Linked DNA regions of Sus scrofa: all the other regions are linked to region 3. The links are chromatin contacts, called in public Hi-C and HiChIP or PLAC-seq maps. All regions are on one chromosome and are shown on one strand. Each heading gives the region's core, a stretch centred on a gene start, on an enhancer-like site or on the middle of the called end of the contact. The rest is flanking DNA. Distances are from core to core; before and after follow the strand shown.

What was found. A called contact is a pair of places that touch in the nucleus more often than the background predicts. HiChIP or PLAC-seq counts read pairs in DNA pulled down with a chosen protein or histone mark.
Region 1: a contact with region 3 is called in a Hi-C map of skeletal muscle, with 3 times the contacts expected there. The contact joins the enhancer-like site here to the promoter of ATXN1 in region 3. A contact is called at or near these places in 1 of 5 promoter capture datasets (fetal skeletal muscle), 4 of 47 Hi-C or Micro-C datasets (heart right ventricle, psoas muscle and skeletal muscle) and 2 of 2 datasets of contacts at active chromatin or transcription factors (alveolar macrophages and skeletal muscle).
Region 2: a contact with region 3 is called in an H3K27ac HiChIP or PLAC-seq map of alveolar macrophages. The contact joins the promoter of GMPR here to the promoter of ATXN1 in region 3. A contact is called at or near these places in 2 of 47 Hi-C or Micro-C datasets (both in skeletal muscle) and 2 of 2 datasets of contacts at active chromatin or transcription factors (alveolar macrophages and skeletal muscle).
Region 4: a contact with region 3 is called in a Hi-C map of skeletal muscle, with 4 times the contacts expected there. The contact joins the enhancer-like site here to the promoter of ATXN1 in region 3. A contact is called at or near these places in 4 of 5 promoter capture datasets (fetal liver, fetal skeletal muscle and liver), 16 of 47 Hi-C or Micro-C datasets (alveolar macrophages, brain, embryonic fibroblasts and 9 more) and 2 of 2 datasets of contacts at active chromatin or transcription factors (alveolar macrophages and skeletal muscle).

What each region holds. Positions count from the first base shown.
Region 1 is chr7:12,447,487-12,450,978 of Sscrofa11.1, forward strand. All of the region lies in intron 6 of ATXN1 (ataxin-1), which reads right to left. Among named protein-coding and RNA genes, the nearest start is that of GMPR, 190 kb to the left of the region's middle. Within about 2 kb of position 1,590, at least 5 of the 83 cell types and tissues checked have an H3K27ac peak or open chromatin away from gene starts, as enhancers often do. A contact at or near this core is called in skeletal muscle, where this site is marked.
Region 2 is chr7:12,252,513-12,255,962 of Sscrofa11.1, forward strand. It overlaps GMPR (GMP reductase 1), which reads left to right and starts at 1,881. Exons shown (of 9, transcript XM_001929120.7): 1 at 1,881-2,166. The coding sequence starts at 2,080.
Region 3 is chr7:12,729,431-12,732,837 of Sscrofa11.1, forward strand. ATXN1 (ataxin-1) reads right to left here and starts at 1,420. Exons shown (of 8, transcript XM_021099774.1): 1 at 1-1,420.
Region 4 is chr7:12,333,294-12,336,561 of Sscrofa11.1, forward strand. All of the region lies in intron 6 of ATXN1 (ataxin-1), which reads right to left. Among named protein-coding and RNA genes, the nearest start is that of GMPR, 81 kb to the left of the region's middle. Within about 2 kb of position 1,953, at least 12 of the 83 cell types and tissues checked have an H3K27ac peak or open chromatin away from gene starts, as enhancers often do. A contact at or near this core is called in embryonic fibroblasts, retroperitoneal adipose tissue, skeletal muscle and 1 more, where this site is marked.

The DNA of each region.
Region 1 (3,492 bases), core at 340-2,839, 280 kb before region 3:
AGAGAGAGAGATAACAGTTCCTTTCTATTCTAGATGTTCTTCCAATTACTGTATATCTAGATAGGTCGTGGGGGGAAAAAAGCATGAAGCATGACACTCATGAGACCTAATTGGGCTATCATCTGCTTTACTGAATCTCTTTTTGAAAAGCAACCAACCAGAGAAGGATTTTAATCTTCCAACTTTAATGTAATTCACATTCTGTATCTATTATTCATATCAATAGGCGAGAACTGACTTCACTGCCTGTGTACCATGAAGAATGATGAATATTTAGCATTAAATATTGAATTAAGAGTTACATGATGATCCTTGGGGGGGGGGGAGAAATCAACTCTGCCTCTCCACTGTATCAAAAGGCACCTAATAGGTATTTCTTGTTCTAGGAACACACAATGTCTTCTACCATTTAAACCATTTTAATGACTTAAAATAATGACCTGTTAGGCATGCCACATGCTTGTCAAACAAAACGGATTTATTTTACTTAAGAAACATCTTGGAAACACAGAATGCTCTGAAAGTACAAACGACTCCCTCGGATACTCTTTTTTTGTCCAAATACTATTTCTTCTAATTCCAGTTCCAGATCTTCAATACCTATCCTGATTCTAGGTGTGAAGGGGGGCATTAATATTTGTTGAGCACATAAAGTGTGCTAGAAATGTTCAGTTACAACCCTAATTGGCTTTGCCATCCAGAAGACATGGGCATAATGCTGTTATCTCGGCTACGCATGCTCATTCAGTGGAGTAAGGGCTGAAAGGTCTCTGAGAGTACCAGCATTCTTTCCGTGATGAAAGGTACTAATAATACTGCATGTCCTTTGTGGGCTCCCCATGTTCTGGGGAAACCCTTTCACCAGATTCCCTGGTTCCCCACACACCCAACAAGTTTTGCACGTGGACCCACCTTGACTTTGTTAAAAAAACAAACAAAAAAAAAAAACAACGTCCTGACATCTCCATGCCAACAGGGATGGAAGCACTCTCTCGGAGAAAATGCCAGCCAAAGACACCGGCTAGGGGCTTCCGTGATTAATTGGCTATGGAGTAACATCCCCATGACATCCATTGTCAACTGACTGCCCATTTGCGACGTTATCCAGGCAAGGCCAACTATGTTAGTGGCTTTAAGATATCAAGCATCTGCGTTCTGTTGGATGCAAACCAGAAGAGGGGGAAAAAGTCACTTAGTGCCAATTTAATCTGGCATAAAGGGAGGAGGAGAGTAATTAAGGAGAAGAGGACAAGGCGAGGAGTGTTCCTTTGCAAGGCTGCATACGGAGCCCATTCAGAGAGCTCCAGTTACACGGAACTGCTTTCAGGCCAGACCTGTCAACAGGAAAGAAGCCAAGATCGACTATTGTGGCTATTCCCTTTAACCTCCCTTGACCTCTGATTCCTCCCAAACATCTACCCACATCCCCAACTCTGAACACCGGGGCTGATTAAGCATGGGAACATTAACCCAACTCACAAGAAAACGGACAGCATCTGATATTCTGAGATCCCCTAAGACCCTGGCCAGGCATTCCCCCCACACTGCCTGGGCTACCCATTCATCAACCTGTTATTCTCCACAGGACACCGTGTGTACCAGCAAGACCATGTGGTCCACGAGCCCGCGTAAGTGACACCCCTACGATAGTGACATCCTCCTCCTGGAGACCTGCCCGAATGAAGGAAATGGAAAATCCTCTTTGAGCAAGGTGACTGCCAACTCCCTCCTGACCCTCCAGAGGCCACCCTCTTCCACTGCGATTCCCCAGCTTGCCTTTAGGGAAGCGCCAGCCGGCAGGTTGCTAGGACAACTGGCATCATTGCTGGGGCACAGAAATAGATCGCCAGCAGAGCTGGGAACCTGGACTGTAAACTTCGATGACAGCAACAAGATACCATTTGGCAGCTAATCTGCTGCACTGAAGGCGTGACAGACCAACAGTACCCCGTGGACAGCTCTCACCTTGACATACCATCCTTTAAGCCACACTTGCACTTGCTACAGTGGTGACAGAGAAGCGGCAAGAGACTCGCTGCAGACAGAGGCTGAATGACTCCATTCCAAATGACACCAACTAGTAGATATGCAAAAACTAACATTTGTCTATTTAATTTATTAGTCTTTTGAAAGGGCGGGCGGCGGGGAGGCTGTTCATAAGCAGAAAGAGGAGAACCAGAAACAGGTAAAACAACTGACGCTGCCAAAGAGAAGGGAAAAGAAATCTGTTTGCACAGGCAATAGCTGTCCCAGTTCTCAACAACAGCATCCTCCTCTCATACCCCCTTTCCTTGGAGGACGAGGAGGAAAAGACAAAGGAGACTGGGAAGGTAGGGCCTGCCACGGTAGAAAGAGGGAACAATCTTTGGGTCCAGTTCTCTTTGTTCTGCGGGGAAAGTTTCCCAACACTTTTAACGGGTAGCAACTCGCAGGAGCTGCAGACATGAAGACTGCCTATCAAAGTCTTGGATTTTAGCCCTGGAGTAATTACCATTTTTTTCCTAGTTCTATGCAAGCTGCAAAGACTTGGAGAAAAAAAAAATGAAATGAGGAGCAACCTAATGGAAATTTTCAGGGAACAGTGTTAGCAAGAGCATTTTCCTTTCCAGATACGCAAAACACGGTACCCTGATGTCTGTAAGGATGGCTCATGTGGTATCACAGCCTAGCACCCGGGCAGGGGTCCTGATCAGTGAATTCTGCTGGCACTGTGGACAAGTCCATCCCAGGGCTACACACTCATGGCTCGAAGAGAGAGAGACGGTCACCAGACGTGCATGATAAAGGTATCGAAAAAGAAGTGACATTTAGCGGTGGAAGAAGATGGCTGAGTCCCAAGAGCCTGACAAGTGCTTAATGGAGTTTTGGAAATAAACAGATTCGGAATGAGACTGCCATTCATATCCCGTTAATAGTTCCCCTTTGGGGGATTCTTGCTTAAGGAAGTCGTTTCAGAATGTAAGCACAGACAGAAAAATGACATCGAAAGACTGACGTCCTCCACCATAGTTTTCCAACAGCTATGTTTTCTACCTCGCCTAAAACACAGTGTGTATTTGTTGAAAAAGACCTTCTCTGAATCACGGAATGTTGTTATTCAAGGGTCTGCAAATGATGAACATAATCCTCAGGATATAGAGAAGATGGATTGAGTCTTCTAAGAGTCCACCTGGCATAATTTATTCTATAGCTGGCACGAGAAATGTAATAGGAATATACGCGGAGGGAGGGGTTAAAGGATGTCCTGGTCTTAAAAAAAAAATGATTGTTTTCCAAAAGTGAAAAATGTGCAGAATTACAAGAATGACATTATCTCTTTGTCTTTTTACATTCAGTCCCAAGAACAATTTTTATTTGTTGATGGGAACCGGCAGATTTTATTTTGGCTTTATGACAAAACAATGTCATTTCGTTCCTGGTTGTGCCTCACTTTTTCTAGAGGAAAGCAAAGGGGAAACATTTTTTAAGAGGAGTAAGGAAAATGATGTAAAT
Region 2 (3,450 bases), core at 631-3,130, 480 kb before region 3:
CCTGCGGGGCTCCTGGGCACAAAAGCCCTTCTGTGTCCCCCATTTCTTGTTTTAGGAACGAGGCTGCATTCAGCCTTCTGGACCTTCCCAGAGTTCCGAAGGGCAGGTTCCAACGAATTTCCCAGGCTAATCAGGGAAGGGGATGCAGAGACTGTGGAGGAGCAGTGTAGCCTTGGGGCAGGGTCCTGGTTCCCCTTCAAGGGGTATGCATAACTGTATCTTTGAGCTCTTCTACTGAACTAACCCCCCCCCCCCAAATGGAAGATGGTCACTACTTGATGAAACATTCTTCATTCCAAAAAAGATCAAGCTGCGACAATCTCAAGAACCACCAGAACCTGTGTTTGTATACACCCTGATCCTTTTCTGTGGCCCTATTTTTTTTTTTTTTTTTCTTTTTGCCATTTCTACAGCCGCACCTGCGGCATATGGAGGTTCCCAGGCTAGGGGTTGAATCGGAGCTGTAGCCACCAGCCTACGCCAGAGCCACAGCAACGCGGGATCCCAGCCATGTCTGCAACCTACACCACAGTCACAGCAACGCCGGATCCCTAACCCACTGAACAAGGCCAGGGATCCAACCTGCAACCTCATGGTTCCTAGTTGGATTTGTTAACTACTGTGCCACGATGGGAACTCCTCTGTGGCCCTATTTTCCACTTGGAAACTGTAAGACCCCTTTCTATTCTCTCCCAAAGGAGGGCACCGCCTTTAGGGCATTAGCCTGCTGTGGCCTCCTTTGCCTCGCAAAGTAGTAAAAGCTACTCCTTTTTACCTCACCCAAAACTCTGTCTCGGTGATTCTATTTGGCACAGGTGGAGAGAGGCTAGCTACGCTGCCGCAAAACATCTTCATTGGGTTGTTGTGAGATTGAAGAAGGTGGTGCAGGCCAAGCTCTTACGCACATTCCTAGTGTATAAGAAGGGCTCGGTGTGGTCAACAAGTGAATTAAAAATAAACTGACATCGGAGTTCCTGTAGTGGCGCAGCGGAAATGAATCCGACGAGGAACCATGAGGTTGCAGGTTTGATCCCTGCCTAGCTCAGTGGGTTAAGGATCCAGCGTATTGGTGAGCTGTGGTGTAGGTTGCAGATGCGGCTCAGATGTGGTGTTGCCCTGGCGAACGCCAGCACCTGTAGCTCCGATTAGACCCCTAGCCTGGGAACCTTCGTATGTGAGGGTGTAGCCCTAAAAAGCAAAAAAAAAACAAAAACAAAAAACAAAACAAAACAAAACACAAAAAACTGACATCACCAATAACTCAAAGGGACTCAGGTACCTGAACCCAGGATCTGTGCCAACTGTAGACTTCAAACCAACCAACCAACAAACCAGTCCCTAACATCCAAAGGGATCCTAAAAATGCCTCAACAAACCCAATGCTGCAAAACAGATTCACCTGCCCACTCTTAATTCTATCCAGTTCCCAGGGGTTTCTTAGTTTTTGGCACGTGGGCGGTGTGACTCAGCATCTGCTGAGTATTAGGGCTTGACATTAGAGAAAGGAGAAGGGAAACCTTTCAAGGAGTGGACTTTTCCTTGGGTGAGGAGGTCACAGGGCAAGTCTTGGCCGTACCCTTGGTGACAGCACATTGTGAATTCTCCCCCTCACTCCCTAACCCCCCCTCCCCATACACCCTTCGGTCACCGTACTAAGCGAGGCGATAAGAAACGGGAGCGGGGAGGGGGGAGGTGGTTAAAATGTCACACGTGCGAACTTCTTGCGTGCGCCTGGTTTCTCCCCATCTCGCCTATCCTTTCTGGCCCGCACCGAGGTCTCCCGCGCGGGGAGGGGTCAGGGGCGGGGCCGGCGGAGCGAGAGGGCGGGTCTAGCGGGGCCGGAGGCGTCCAGAGGCCAGAAGGGCGCAGCGTGCGCGCTCAGCGGCCCGCAGGCACCCGCCGGGGCCGAGCAACTCGCCTTCTCGCGGCGCCGCCCCGCCCCAACCCTCTGTGGGCCCCGCCCCCGCCCTCCGCGGGCCCCGCCCCCGCCCGCTCCCGGCCCCCACCTCCCCCGGCGCCCGCGCTGCAGGAAGGAGCTGCGGGCTCCAGCCCCTCTGGTCGAGCGCGCCGCTCGGCACCATGCCCCGCATAGATGCGGACCTCAAGCTGGACTTCAAGGATGTCCTTCTCCGACCCAAGCGAAGCAGCCTCAAGAGCCGAGCCGAGGTGGGCCCCTTCATAGCCGCATTGGGGTGGGATTTTTTTTTTTTTTTCCCCGTGTGGCGCGAGGGAGGTGGGTGCAAGGCGCCAGAATGGGCCAACATTGCCAGCTTTTTTAGTATGTCTGGAGATGGATGGGACGCTGACCTCTTTTGCCCTCGCACCACCGTGAAAAGGAAAAGCCAGCTGGTTCTTTGCAAGGACAGGAGGTGTCTTTAAGGGCCCGGGCTCCGGCCCAAAATTCTAAATACGTCCGGTTGAGTGGGCAAGGGGGAAACACACAGAACTTGATCCTAGGGTAGCGAAGATCAGGTGGTCAACTGATTTAGAAAGAATGGCGGGGGATGGGGGTTGAGGTGTGCTTATAGAGAGAAAATGATACGGTGGAGCCGGAGTATAAAGGGAGAGGAAAGATTTTGGCAGTGTTTCCTGGTGCGGAGAACTCCGGCCGCTTTAGGATCAGGTCTAGCAATGGAATTTTTTTAAAGGTCTGAAAAGCAGGGCAACTCCAGGGCAAAAGTTCAACGTTTACTTTCCGCATTTCGGTGACCTTTTGAGAGCGAGGCTGGGGACCTGTGCCTGGTGGCACCCTCTTACTGGACAGCTGCAGTCCAGTCCAGTTCTTTGGGAAGCTGAAAGCAGTGGAGTGGGGGCAGTGGGACCAATGGGGTGGTCAGTTGTGCTAGTTGTGCCTTAGTGAAAGCAAAGCCTGAGGGACGACAGGTGGAGGCCGGCCTGGAGATAGGGAGTGGGGGGCAGGGAAAGGTCAAATCTTGAAGGATAAACTAGTTGCACAGAAAGACAGAGTTCCCTGGAGGAGTGGGTGCTGGTGACCGTGGTTTTGCCTGGTGGGCTGAGAGCTGGAGAGGAAGGGGAAACTGCTGGGTCTGGAGACTGGGGTTGCAAAAGTAAACAGGGGGAGGCTGAGCCAGCTTGCTGCTCCCCCTCCCCCCGCACGACCATAAATAAATCCCCTTGCAGGAACTGGGCTGCCTGCCTGTGCCCAGGCCTGACTCTTAAGTGCAGTGCCTGGTGCTGCCAGTCGAGGGCTTGCGTGGATTAAGGAAGCCTCTTGATTTGCGAGTGACCAGAACCAGCTCACCTTCTCAAGCAGGTGGTCGCACCCTTGATGATTAATCCTTCTCATCCTTGATTGGTCAGCTCTGCTCCTGACCAGTCTGGTCCTTCATCATGCCCTTGCAGGTGCCAAAGAGTGGGGCAGACACTTAGAAGCAAAATCAACAGCTGGGGTGGCAGGCCTGAGTTTCCTCAAGTCTAAGCAGTGTAGCT
Region 3 (3,407 bases), core at 170-2,669:
AGGGCTGGAGTCTCCAGGGAGCTCTCAAGCTGACTGGCGATCAGGGCTTGCTTTGTGCCCTGGCACAGGCTGAAACGATGCTCCTGCGGCAGATGCGTTCTGACAGCGCAGAATAATGGCCCTCAGCCTTAAACTGTAAATTACAAACAATCCCTTTTTAAGTACAAAATGAATGCGCAGAATGGAAGACCCTGTCAGCTAGAATGCGGAGTAAATCAAGAAGAAGAAGACAAATTGTTCACTCATACCAGTACAGCCAGATTTTTGTTCTGCTAACCGGACTGTCATGGGAGAGCGTTTCTTCTTTGTCAGATAAAAAGAGAAATTAATGCTCCGTTGTAATTCTAATAAATATGCCAGGCATCTGAAGCATCTCCTCCGAAAGCCAATCAAGAGGCAAGGTGAGGTTTCCCGACCCCTCCCCCCTGCCTCGGGTTTGAAAGTTGTAGCCGAAATACCAATAGTAGGAACACGTGACCCCCGTCACTCCCAGCGCGAGCTTTTTCTGCAGTCAATTTCATAATTACTTCGCTCCGCCTCTCTGCTCAGCACTTCCTTCCCCCTCCCTCTCGTCGCTCCCCCACCCCCAGCAATGAATCACCGTGCATTTAAAGAGCCTTCGATGACCCAGTGTGAACTTTACTGGCATCTTGTACATTCTTATGCCAAAAAAGGGGAGTCTCTCTGTGACAGGAACCTAGCCAGAACCCCGCAGCAGATCTCAGAGGCAGCAAGCTTGGGTGCTTATCTGGGAAGATCGGTGAGGGTTAATTTTCCTAGATCCTGGTGATGATTCAGAATTGCCTATCTCGGTTCACGATCAGGTTTTAAAAACCCAGTTCAGCTCTTTGTGCAGCAAGGAATATATCAGAGAAAAAAATGTTGGCAGATCTCCTTATGCAATCAGGGCAGAGGAATTTATACCACATCAGCCTTTTGATTTCTCCAGCTCTGGCTGAGGGTGGGGTTTCCATATTTGTGCTTTGGCAAATGTGCCCAAGAATGAAGTCTTCCTTAGAGATGCTGCTCTCCTGTCTCTTTAGGTTACTGTGTGCTTCTGTGTGCATTTATTAAAACCAGCAACATGTTTGCCCCTTCCTGTATTTAATCCTGTTTCTGAGTAATACAGATCAAGCAGACGGTCTGCGCCTTGCCTTGAGAGGTTGTTCACCCTATTTCAGGCAGTAAAGGGTGGATCACTGAAGTGACACTGGGCCTTTGGCATATACTTTCTCTCTATCTGGGAAGTCCTCCTTTACATGGCGATTTTATCCTCATCCTCCGAGATCCAGCTCAGGCACCAACCCTTCCGTGGAGTCTTTCCTGATTATCACAAGAATTTGCGGCTCTGCCCAATGTGTGAGTCAGAGAAGTGCTATTTTCTTATTCTTTTTATTTATACAGTATTTTTTTTAACTCTGAGAGGGAAAAAAAAAAAAAATCAAGGCCATAAGCACAGATGGAGAGCGTATCCCAAGTGAAAGCTTCTCTTATCTAATATTTCCTGTTACTCCCAAATCCATTTGACCTCCACTTAGAATTTCACATGTAACTGTTTTCCTTTTATTGCTCCATTTATGTGTTTTCCCCCACAGGTGGGCTCTCAGGGTAAGTTCCTGTTGCCCTCTGTTGTGGGTGGAGTTGTGCTCCCCTGAAAGATATGTTGAAGTCCTTGCACCCTAGGAAAGTGAGTGACTTTATCTGGAATTAAGATGTAATTAGTTAAGATGTCTTACCAGATGAGGGTGGTCCCTAAATCCCACCTGACCGCTATTCTCCTAAGACCGGGGGACACAGGGAAGGGGAAGAAGGCCCTGCGAAGACAGGCCGAGATGGAAGTGATTTAGCCACAAGCCAAGGAAAGCCAAGACTGGCCAGCAATCACCAGGAGCTGGAAGAGGCAAGGAAGAATTCTTCCTTAGCGCTTCAGAGGGAGCAAGGCCCTGCAAGGCCCGATGCCTTGATTTGGGGCCTCTCTCCTCCCAAACTGTAAGAGTACATTTCTCTTGTTTTAAGCCACCCTGTTTGTGGTCACTTGTCATAGCAGCCCCATACACCCTCTTTATTCCATCTGTTGCATTCTTCCTTCTTCTCTTTATTTACATCTAGGGCCTTATCTCTTTCCTCTATGGATACACACAGGTGATCACTTCTGGATGCATATGTGTTTGGTCCTTTACCCATGACAACGGCCATAAACAAAAGTTTCAGTAGAATAGGAAAATTGTCAAGAGAGTTCTAGAACCACTTCCCCATCCTCCCAGAAACACCTGGCTTCTAGCCAGAAGCACAGAGGTTGCTAGAGGCTGGAGAGAAGGCAGTGTCCAGCCCTGGGCCTCAGCTCAGAGGTCTTCCGGAGGCCTTCTCAGCTCCCTCTATTGGTGCCAGGATGCACCAGCAGCTCTGCTCTTCAGAAGTGGCATTTCAGCCTGTGGAGTTGGGGTGGGGGTGAGGAAAAGACTAAAAAAACTAAATGAACTGTTTGGCACAGAGGAGGAAATACAACCCCCGAACTGATGCTTTTTTTAAACTGTGCATTTGAGTCTTACAAAAGTACTTGTGAAAACCTCAGTCTTTCCGAGCCTCATCTTTCAAAGCACAGCCGGGAGCTCATTTGTTTCAAGAGGTTTTCCCCAGCAGGTAGAAGGAAGCCTTACACTCAAGCCCACACTCCCAAGGCAGCTGTTCTCTCCGAGTCACTGTGAGATGTATAATACAGCTCTTGCACACACATCTCAGTAAATGGCAGCTCCATCCTTCCAAATGCTCAGGCCCTAAAGCATCTTGACTCCTCTTTTTCACATCCCCCACCCACATCCACTCTGCCTCCAAAGCCAACTGGCTCTACCTTCCACATGTATCCAGAATTTGACCATTTCTCACTTACTTGGGCTGCTACTCCTGGAAAACTGAACTGCCACCATCCTTCATCAGAACTATTGCACTGGCCTCCTGCATTGTCTCTGCCTCCGGCAGGACCAGCTCACACCATGACTGAGCATCTGCATCAGGTGATGCCACAACTCTGCTCAAAAGCATCTGATGTTGCGCTTCCACTTGGAGTCAAAGTCAAAATCTTCCCATGGCCTCCAAGGCCCCACCCAATCTCTTTGTCTTTCAGATCCAGTGTCCCCTCTCTTTTCTTGTCACTCCACAGCTCCAGCCCCACTGTCCCCTTTGCTGTTCCGCAAAAAAAGCCAGGCGCTCTCTTTCCTCGGGGTCATTCTACTCACTGGTCCCTCTGCTTGGAGTGCTTTTCCCTGAATATTCACACGACTCCCTACTTAAAATTGTATCCCCCAGTTTTCCTGATCCACCCTGCCCTGCTCTAGTATTCCATCGATGTGTTGCCTTAGAACATTCTGAGTCATTTCCTGTTTGTTTATTGTCAGGAGAGCAGAGATCTT
Region 4 (3,268 bases), core at 703-3,202, 400 kb before region 3:
ATTCAGAGGTGGAAGGTTCTGGATAACTGCAAACGAACAAGTCACTGCTCCTTGTTAGTTCCAGGTTGGCGTCCCTCCTACTGGGGTCTTTCCATCTCTAGGACACTGTACGACGTTTCCATCCTCTGGACGACAAAGGCCCTGAGACTTTCTAGGACCCCGTGTCCCCAAAGCAGGTAGGACAGGGGTCCCTGAGGCTTTCTGTGTGCAAATTACAGCAATGCTTCACACACTAGCTAGTGTATGACCCTCCCACTGTAAAGGCCAGGACCCTGAGGCTTAGCATGGAGGTGACTCCCTCAAGGTGACTTAGCATGGAGGTGACTCCCTCATAAATGGCACCTCCCCTCTGTGCTCCTTGATATCCTGCTCTCTCCTATACACGCTCCATCCTATAACTGTCCGCAGGCCCGCCTGGGCTAACACTGCAGCCTGCTCCATCCTTCGGCTGTAATGGGCCCCATGGTGACGACTTCCTTTGTCATCACGTCTAAAACCTTGACAAGGCCACTGAAGACCGCAGCCTCGTTCCTCAGTCCATTTTTTTTTTTAATTTTATTTATTTATTTTTGGCTTTTTCTAGGGCTGCTCCCATGGCATATGGGGGTTCCCAGGCTAGGGGTTCAATCGGAGCTGTAGCTGCCGGCCTACACCAAAGCCACAGCAACATGGGATCCGAGCCACGTCTACAACCTACACCACAGCTCACGGCAACGCCGGATCCTTGACCCACTGAGCAAGGCCTGGGATCAAACCCGCAACCTCATGGTTCCTAGTCGGATTCATTAACCACTGAGCCACAACAGGAACTCCCTCAGTCCATTTTTTAAAGTTTTACTCAAGTACACGTGCTTTGCAACAGGGTGATAATTTCTGCTGTACGTCAAAGTGACTCAATCATACGTGAACACACACCCATTCCCTTTCAGATTCTTCTCCCACATAGATGATCACACAACACTGAGGAGAGTTCTCTGTGCTACACGGGAGATCTGCTCGTTGCACTTTTTACGATTTTCATGCGTCTTTCTCACCAGACTGTAAGTTCCTTGCGCTGGATAGAGACCGAGTTTCATAACCCTGTGGGATTCTAGGGCTGCTCTTTTTCTTTGCTGGCTGACACTTCTTATCCTGTGTTGCTCTTCTGTCACCTTTCGAAGCTGGCTACCATAAGGCAAAGTGTTTCCGGATCGCCTTCTCCATTTTTGGATGTGATTATACAGGGTTGGATCAAAAATGGAACTCATGACAGAGGGACATAAAATACTCTATCTCTGAAAGGCATCTGGACTTAGAGATTCCATCGCAAGCACAAATTCTCCTGTGAGATTATGAACCCCAGATACTTCCCGTAGCAGGAAGTCCAAGTACGCCCTGCAAGATGTGGGCTACACCGGAAGGCCTCTAAAAATCCACATCCCATCCTCCAAAACCATGTCCAGATTGTCCGCGCATTCATCCCAAGGAAACGCTGCTGGTTGTCTTTGGATCGACGGGAAGGACCATGTATTTACCAAGCAGCAATTTTATTGAAAGCAGCCTAAATCAAGCAGAGCAAGAACAGGGAGACGAGCTAGAAAGATCAGCCAAGATAAGAGGTCTCTCGGAAAGAAATGTTTGTTTTAATTTTAGGGGTATGACTCACACTCACTGAATGGGTGGCTGAGGTCTGGCCCTCAAGAGACGAATGGTTCATTTTGAAAAGTGGAGCAAGTGGGAAAATCTACGCTCTGCCTCCATTTTTTCTTTCCCCCCCAGAATGAGGCTGCTCGGTGGAGCCCAAGATGCCCCAAGTCTTTCCCAATCACCAGCAACACGGACAATGGGAGGGCACGCTACCTGCAGCTGTTTTCAATCAAAAAGCTGAGTAATTACCGCAGCCTCTCCCGGGGCTCGCAGGCGGCCCAGCATGAAGCTGGTGGAACATTAAGGACGTTGAATGAGCTGCCAGGAATTTGGCTGCCAAATCGCTCCTCCTCGCCCTGGCTCAGCACCATGAACTCAATCAGGTATTCATTCAACAGGAACGCCACGCTCTCTCTAGAAGGATGCTGTCGCCCTCGGAAAGAGGCACACCGTCACATCCACAGCCTCGCATAGGGGACATCCGGAATGGCTGGATGCTCTTTCCTTTAACTTAGGGTCTGGGAGGAAGAGACTCCTCCCTGGAGGCAGGACTTCTGAGATAAGCCATGAACGGAGGTGATAAGCTGGTCAAAGATGGAAGCGAAAATGGGCTTTGCTTATTCTATGCCTGTGGCGATGTCCGGTGCTTTCTTCCACAGCTCTTACTGATGGGCCATCCACAGATGGTTGACCTTGATGTTGCAGAGACTGGGGTGTGGTAAGGAGCCTCCTGGCTTTCGGTGATTGGTGACTCTAGGGAAGATATCCAACTTCCTAAGCTTCGGTTTCCTCTTGAAGAAAACGGAGAGAGTAACAAGCTCTGTTTCATGGGGTTCTTAGAGAATTGCATGGGACAAGGCAGTGCCCAGCCAGCAGGCTGGAGAACCAGAGAAAGATGTCCCTAAGAGTTAACTGCTTCCAGGCATCAAAGGACCTCCCATCAAGGATGCTGAGGGCACAAGCTTGGGATCCCAGCTGCCAGACGTGGAATCCTGGCTCCTTCACCTGCCAGCTGTGCCTCAGTGTACCTGACTCTATGATGGGAATTATATCAGTAACTCGGGTCTTAAGGTTTGTTGGGAGTTCAAGCATGCACCGAACACAGCCCGCGGCCTGGCCCACTGCACAACCTGTACATACTGGCTGCTGAAGCTATGATTCTCTCTTGAGAAGGGCCCTCCTGCCCCCACTGCCTCACCCTGGGTCATATTTTCTTTCTTTTTTATTTCGTGATTTTTATATTTTTCCATGATAGCTGGTTTACCGTGTTCTGTCAATTTTCTCCTCTACAGCAAGGGGACCCAGTCACACATACATTCTTTTTTCTCACATTATCATGCTCCATCATAAGGGACTAGATACAGTTCCTAGTGCTAGACAGCAGGACATATTTTCATCTGTCTTAAAAACACACGCTTTCCTCCCTCGGCTTCTCTCCCGGGGGGTTACTTCCTGCAACCCATGTGCCAGGCAATCGCGGCAAAGATGCTGGGCAGAACCATCTCTAATTAAAAGGTTCCTTGCCTCACCTCCGCAGCTCAGAAAGTTTCCCAAGCCTGTAAAACTTCTTCTAGAAAATAATCCATACGAGGGCAATGATATATATTGCCCCCTACCGGGACGAACAGCTTGCCTGCAGAAC